2 separate regions of the Mus musculus genome follow, and region 2 is linked to region 1. A link is a contact called in public Hi-C data. All regions are on one chromosome and are shown on one strand. The core of a region is the stretch at or near the end of the contact, and the rest is flanking DNA. Distances in the headings are between cores, read along the strand shown. Region 1 has its middle 79 kb from the start of B3gnt2. Region 2 overlaps Commd1 (COMM domain containing 1).

Region 1 (3,750 bases), core at 364-2,863:
CCAAACACATCATGGCAAAATTTGATTTAGTGCTTTTCTAGTGAAAGGGCATGCTTATGAATAATTGTTCAGAAGTGGAGGAACAAAGGACAAACAGTCACTGTGCATTTAATGCATTTTGACATGTAGCAGCCTGGGATATCTTCAGAACAGCACAGAGGGCAGCTTGATGTCAGCATCTTAGAACTTTCTCCTCCAGGAAGGGTTTTTCTGCAGTAGCTTCCTTGAAGACAAAGGAACACAACACTCCACTGTTCTTGGGTTTCTTCAAAAAGCACTGTCAAAAACCAATAGCATCCAGGGTAATAATTTTAGGAGGCACTTTCTTGCTGCTAGTCCTGGAAGATAAGAGGAAAGCTGGCAGTGTTTCAGTTACCCCTGGCAAGCATGAGTGGGAACTGGGGGGCTACCCACAGGAAGGCAGGGAGCCCACCCTGCTGTGCACCCTGACCGTTCAGGCTGGACTGCTGACTCCTTGTATTTGACACCAAGGATTTGAGGAGATGACTCTGGGTAGCTGTGGTTGTGACAGTGGTGTCCTCATGGTGGGCTTGTCCCCTGAGTGAAAGAACTTCAACAGTGAGCCCAACTGTACTGTCTTGATCCAGCATCAACAATGAGAAACAAATGCCTGTGTTGAAGCCACTCAACCTGAGGTATCTGTGACAGGCCCAGACAGCTGAGACAAGGCAGTGGCCTCTCACAGTCAGAGGCAGGTGGCAGAAGGGTTAACAGAACTTTCTCGGGTTAGCCTACCATGAGAAGGGTAGCAGTGTGACCGTTGAGAGCAGGCAGAAGAGATGGACCTGTGAGCAATTCTGTAAAACCAAAGGAAATCTCAAATGTATTTCAAAATTAGCAAATTTTATTTTTAGAAATTGCAACACAAAACTTCACCGCCTCTTGATGCCTTTGCTGCCTGAACAGTGGAGATGGACTTGGTGGCAGTGCAGGAGTAATTGCTTCCTTGGCGACTTCCACGGCTGCTGCTGGGACAACTATTCAAGGCCTCTCACTTTGTGGCCCTGAGTCCTTAGGCTAAGAGCAGGAAGTAGGACACAAGTCAACAGGAAGAAGCCATCCTGCCTCTAGGAAAGTAGGCTTCCTTCTAACAGGAAGCTCTTAGGCTATGCAGTGGTCTAAGAGGAACTAAACATATATGCCAGGCAGTATGCCAGTAGCTTGTGCCGTTAATCCTAGCATTTGAGAGTCATAGGCAGACAGATTTCTGTACAATCCTGGCCAGTCTGGTTCCATAGTGAGTTCCAGGACAGTCAGGGCTACAAAGATCTTGTCTCAGAGAGAGAGAGAGAGAGAGAGAGAGAGAGAGAGAGAGAGAGAGAGAGAGAGAGAGAGAACGATAGGTTTATATATGTGTGTGTGAGTGTGATAAATAATTTAGGAGCAATTTCTCAGAGAGCCATATGACACAACAGTCCCTCTTCTCTCCCTCTCCCCTTCCAGTTGACTATGTTATTTATTGTTGTTTCCCATGTACAACTGAAAAGAAAAACTGTGATTTTAAAAACAGGAGGTAATGGAGGGTGTGGCTTGCTCCCAATCTTGGTCAAGATCTGTTTCACATAGCTGCCCTGGAAATCAGGAGTGAACCATCCAGGAAGAATGACTCAGGCAGACTGCAGGCCAAGTACGGCACATCCATCCCACCCAAGACTACAGCCTAGAGCAGGGTCCAGTTTTGGATGTGGTGGAGGGACCACAGGAAATGCCTTACTGTCCTCTCAGGCTACTGAAAGTGAGCCATCATTCCGCTCCAGGCTACACAAAGAGAGTTGAGGGCTTCTGGGCTCCTAGAAGATCTTGTATTGCAGTGCCCAGAAATGCAGAAGAAACCTTTAGTTCATAGGGACCACCCTAGAGAATGTGGCTGAGAGACATGGAAGAAAGGGAGAAGAAAGAAAATCCAGGTAGCCAAGCCTTAGGTCCATGAGCAGACTCAGCAAGAGGCTCTCAAAGGCAGGAAGGCCTGAACTGTCTCATTGAACCTGGGGAGATGAGACTGTGGAATGCTGCAGAGACCTCTCTCAGGATCTTTTCCAGTCCAGCCACTCACAGCTGTTCTGGGTGTTGGGAAATGCTGGCCACAGAATGAAAAGTCCAGGAAGATGCAAAGGTTAAAGAGCAGCTCACCACTGGGTGTGGCAGGGCATGGTAGTGCACACATGCTTTTAATCCCTGGGTTTGGGAGGCAGAACTGAAATTAAGGCCAGCCTGGTCTACAGAGTAAGCTCCAGCCAGGACTACACAGAGAAACCTTGTTGATAGATAGATAGATAGATAGATAGATAGATAGATAGATAGATAGATAGATAGGGTAAAAATAAATTCCCCAAGGCTAAGGATATGGCTGTCACATCTGAGTCATATAGTGAAGACGACATGACACTGTTGGGCTCCAGAAGAGACAAGGTCCTGTATGAGCCCTGACAAGAGGGGATTCGTGAAGGAAGAGGGCACACCATGACAAGCCTCTATAGTCCTGGCTTTGGAGGTGGCAGAGGGCTTGAAGTTGGCAGCTAAACAGGTACCATTGTCTATATAGATGGTAGAGAGCTAGGAAGGGAGCCCAGGAGGGTCACTGTAGCCTCAGCAGCAGCCTTTGGAGACAAGGCATGAAGCAGGAAACACCCCTACAGTGTAGATAGAAATCTCAACCTGGGAACACCTAGGGATTGTGTCCGTTTTTTTTAGACTGGGTCTCACTAAGTTGGGCTTGCCTTAATTTGTGAATCTAGAATCAGGCAACACTCTGTTTAAGATGAACAAAGGTGAACTGGAGAGATGGCTCAGCAGTTAAGATTACTGACTACTCTTCCAGAGGACCTGAGTTCAATTCCCAGCAACCACATGGTGGCTCACAATCATCTGTAATGGTATCCAATGCCCTTTTCTGGTGTGAATTGAAGACAATGTACTGTATGTATGTATATATGTATGTATGTATGTATGTATGTATAAATAAATAAATAAATAAATAAATAAGATGGTCAAAGACAGAAGCACAGAACAGGGAGTTGGTTGACTACTTACAGAGCCAGAATAGGACAAATAGAAAGACATCATTATCCTAAGGTTTAAGAAATTTATATCTGTCTTGAAGCTGGGTTCAAATCTTCTGAGACTTTGTGGGAGTTAACAGTTAAAGGTTCCAGGAGATTCTGTCTGTTATAAACTTACATATATTAATAATTAGCAGACTTCTGATAAGATTGAGGGCTATATCGATTGGTTATATCTGAATAGAGCACACCACAATTTAATGGCAGTAGTGAAAATCAAGACAGAATAAGAATGAAAATCAAGACAGAATAAGAATGAAAATCTGAAGTGGCTTTGACAGGTTGTGTAAGTAGAGAGATAGTGGTGACAGAAAGTGAGTTTGCCCAGGTAGGTTCAGGCCTGTGATGAGGACTGTGCAGGCAGGCCACGAGAACAGGCCAGGGGCACGAGCATGTATCACTGACGAAACAGATTGTAAAGAGAGCAGGCCGGTCGGCTGAGAGAGGCGTGCACATATGGCTGTTGCTGCCTTCATTTCAAGACAGCAGCAGCGGTGACAGACAGCAGCTGACCTGATGTGTTTGCTTCAGCCAAGCTGGGGTGGGACTTCCTCTCAGCAGCAGGAAGTCATGGCCCAGTGCTTCCAGCTGTTGGAGCCTGTGGTGGGCGTGGAAAAGGAAGCACCTGAAGTAGCACCCCAGCAACGTGCACGCTATTCTTGTGGCACAT
Region 2 (3,750 bases), core at 362-2,861, 170 kb after region 1:
TCCTCAACTGAAGCTCCTTTCTCGGTGATAACTCCAGCTGTGTCAAGTTGACACAAAACTAACCAGTACACACTCTGGTTCTTTTAAACTAACAGACTGAGACCTGAGAGTCCTCCTCCACCACAGGTCACTTACATAGCAATGCATTGCAGGCATATTCTGAGTCTCTTCTACTGTATGCTCAGCATAAAGTACTGCACATACTTCGTGTACTCAAAAAATAAATAAATAAATAAAACTTAGAGAAGTGAAATATATGGGAGGGGGTAGAGAGATGGCTTGGAGGTTAAGAGTGGTAACTGCTTTTCTAGAGGTCCTAAGTTCAATCCCCAGCAACCACGTGGTGGCTCTCAACCATCTCTAATGAAATCTGTGACTCTTCTGATGTGCAAGCTGGAGAAGAACCTTATTGTGGCACACAGTCTATTTGTACTGATTACATAGCAACAGTGCTCACAGGAGCTCAGAGAGCTCTCTTAATGAGACAACACAGGAAAGGGAAACATCTCAGCTCTGATTTTCTTTTTTTTTTTTCTTTTAATTTTTTTTTTAAGATTTACTTATTTTATGCATATGAGTACACTGTCGCTGTCTTCAGACACACCAGAAGAGGGCATCTTACTCCATTACAGATGGTTGTGAGCCATCATGTGTTTGCTGGGAACTGAACTCGACCTCTGGAAGAGCAGTCAGTGCTCTTAACTGCAGAGCCATCTCTCCAGCACCCCAGAAGTTCTTCTTGATTGAACCAATGCAAAATATCTGTTTCCATGGGACACAACTGTGAATACAGGGACCATGGCTGTCAATCACTAGTTGTGAACTTGCCTAGCATTTGGGAGATTTGGGACTTAACTCCAGTACTGCAAATGAAACACAACAAAAGCACAACAAAGTGCACTGTATAGTATATTTAACTGTAGGTTATAATCATAATGTTATAAAATTCATTGGGATAGTCATAACACTACCAATCTTGTAGGCATTCTGTTTAATTGAAAAAGGTCTTATGTCTAGCTTCACTTTCAGCAGAATACAAGAAAAGTAAAGTAGTGCCTCTAACAGATTTAAGTTCAAATACTTCATCCCAGACCTGTAAGCGGGGTTTGCTGCCAAGTCTGATGATCTGAGTTTGATTCCCAGGACCCACGTGGTAGAAAAAGAGAACTGACTTCAGAAATGTGTCCTCTGATCTCTACATGCACACTGTGACACAAGGCTGTACCTCAATCTCTAAGTTTTGTCCCCAAGACCTTCCTGAGGTTGGTGCCTTCCTGCTACTCAAGACTCAGAGCAGCCTTGAGCAGAGTCTGAGGCAGAGTCCAGCAGCTGTGAGCCTCAGGGCCCCTCGGGAAAGCCTGATATGCAAAGGCACCGAGGATTCTAGCACCCCAGTTCTGCTTGTGTTGGCTCTCCTGCCCACCTACCTGCCTGAGGGTGGGAAAAGGGAGAAAGAACATGTACGATGTGATGAAAAAGAACCAGCGACTGCAGGAACCTTTCCTAAGTCACCACCCAAAGTGATGAGCGTGGTAAATGCTCCAAGAACTGATTCTGTCTGTACTGACTCCATTTTGTAAGTGTGTGCTCTGGATCAGAAAGCAGAAGTTATCAGAAAAAAAAAAAAAATCCGATGCAAACGTCTAGTCAGCTCCTACTCTTGAAGCCTGGTCTGCCCACAGCATAAAGCAAACCACTCCGATGAAGCTCACTCTCCAGGAAAGGAAGCCAGTGGGAGAATACAGGAGAACTGAGGCTCTGCCTCTCCGAGGATGGAATTATAGGCATGTACAGCTGAAATGCCACTATTTTTCATTTGTATTTTATGTGTATGGGTATTCTGCCTTCATATACATCTGTGTACCACGTGTGCCTGGTGCTCTCCAAGGCAAGAAGAGGGTATTGAATCACCTAGAACTGGAGTTACCAACAGTTGTGAGCCACCATCTAGGGACTGGAAATCAAACCTGGGTCCTCTGGAAGAGCAGGCAGTGCCCTTAACCACTGATCTTTCTCTCCAGCCCTAAGAAGCCTAAGAGACCTAAAAGATCCCTGCTAAGTCAGCAGCAGTGAAACCAGAGGCAAGCATCCCTCTCTTCTGTAATTTTATCAAATATATTTTCAGGTCACTCTGGAAATTCACAGGGAGTATCATTGGGCCTGAGGACTGCACAGAGACAGGTCTCACACCTGTTCCCAAAAAAGAAACTACATGTACACACCATACTACATTTTGCTCCTTCAAAAGTTATTCTAACTGAAGAGGTGACTGTTTTTAATTGGCTTATACTGTACATCATATTGGCATATCGAATTAGCCTATAACACCAGCTGCTTGGGAAGCAGAGGGAGGGGACCATCAGTTCAAGGCCTATCTGAGCTTACAGAAGGTTAAAGCAAGCCTAGGTAGCTTTCTGAAATTCTATCTCAAAAACACAAAGGACAAAAGAAGGGAAGGCCAGTGCATGGCTGAGTGGCTGAGAGCTTTCCCAGTGTGTATGTCCTGGGTTCAGTTCCTGACATCACAGAAGCAGAAATGACAAAGACAGAAGAGAGGGAGAAGTTATTTAACTTAGAGGTACAGAAAATATATTTGATAAAATTACAGGAGACATTTCCCAAATATGGGGAAGAGATGGCTACCCAGACACAGGAAGTATTCAGAAACCAAGCCAAACAGAAAATACCATGTGTGCTACAGTTCAGTATCATATTTATGAAAAAAAGTATTGAGAATCATAAGGGAAAATATCAAATCACATAGAAAGGCAAATCCATCAGAATAACAGCAGATTTCCTCACTAAAAAATCTAAAGGCCAGGAGAAAGGAGTGGTCCATTTCAATTGCTGAAAACCAATGGCCAACCGAAATTACTATGTCCAGCAGAACTATTCTTCACAATTGGAGAGGGGGAAAAAGTTTCCATGATAAACACAAGCTAAAGGAATGTATTACCACTAATCCAGCAGTACAGAAGCTACTGGAAGGAATGCTACACATCAAAGAAGAAGAAGAAAAAATAACATTCATGAGACACAGGGAACAAGGAACTATACTGAAGCAGAAAGCAAGCAAATATGAGGAAAACAGCAAACATTATAAAAATCAACAAAATAGCCAGGTGGTGGTGGCTCACACCTTTAAATCCCAGCACTCAGGAGGCAGAGACAGGCAGATCTCTCAGTCTGAGGTCTACAGAGTAAGTTTTAGGACAGCCAGGGCTACACAGAAACCCTGTCTTGGAAACCAAAAGCAAAAACAAAACAAATGGATGCTGCTGAGAAAGGCAAGGAGACTTTTGTTGAGAAGTGTGCCCAGTGCCACACTGTGGGGAAGGGTGACAACCAAACACAAAGCAGAGGGCTCCTCCAGCCAATGCTTTCTTTTACACAGTCCCCAACAAGAACAAAAGGGTCATCTGTTGCTATATAGGGAACTGGTTACACAGAAACAAGAAAAGCGCTGTGCTTGAGAAAGTTCTTTTCTTTTCTTTTCTTTTTTTTTTTTTTAAACAGGGTTTCTCTGTATAGCCCTGGCTGTCCTGGAACTCACTTTGTAGACCAGGCTGGCCTCAAACTCAGAAATTCGCCTGCCTCTGCCTCCCAAGTGCTGGGATTAAAGGCATGCGCCATCATGCCCAGCCTGAGAAAGTTATTTTCTAAAATACAATGTATTGTAGCACAACCAAATTGTTCACATTACCAAAGCAACATTTCCCTGTATGTTCTCATATCCCGGGCACATATTAA

The links. A called contact is a pair of places that touch in the nucleus more often than the background predicts.
Region 2: a Hi-C map of bone marrow-derived macrophages shows a contact between it and region 1, with 7 times the contacts expected there. The contact joins two enhancer-like sites. A contact is called at or near these places in 2 of 39 promoter capture datasets (both in embryonic stem cells), 8 of 15 datasets of contacts at CTCF or cohesin (CD8 T cells, the G1E-ER4 cell line, embryonic stem cells and 3 more), 104 of 484 Hi-C or Micro-C datasets (the AML12 cell line, B cells, the C2C12 cell line and 37 more), 18 of 115 datasets of contacts at active chromatin or transcription factors (CD8 T cells, cardiomyocytes, embryonic stem cells and 4 more) and 4 of 9 other capture datasets (adipose tissue, embryonic stem cells, liver and 1 more).

What each region holds. Positions count from the first base shown.
Region 1 is chr11:22,779,303-22,783,052 of GRCm38.p6, forward strand. No RefSeq gene overlaps it. Among named protein-coding and RNA genes, the nearest start is that of B3gnt2, 79 kb to the right of the region's middle. Within about 2 kb of position 1,614, at least 87 of the 459 cell types and tissues checked have an H3K27ac peak or open chromatin away from gene starts, as enhancers often do. A contact at or near this core is called in B cells and bone marrow-derived macrophages, where this site is marked.
Region 2 is chr11:22,951,255-22,955,004 of GRCm38.p6, forward strand. All of the region lies in intron 2 of Commd1 (COMM domain containing 1), which reads right to left. Among named protein-coding and RNA genes, the nearest start is that of Zrsr1, 19 kb to the right of the region's middle. Within about 2 kb of position 1,612, at least 11 of the 459 cell types and tissues checked have an H3K27ac peak or open chromatin away from gene starts, as enhancers often do. A contact at or near this core is called in B cells and bone marrow-derived macrophages, where this site is marked.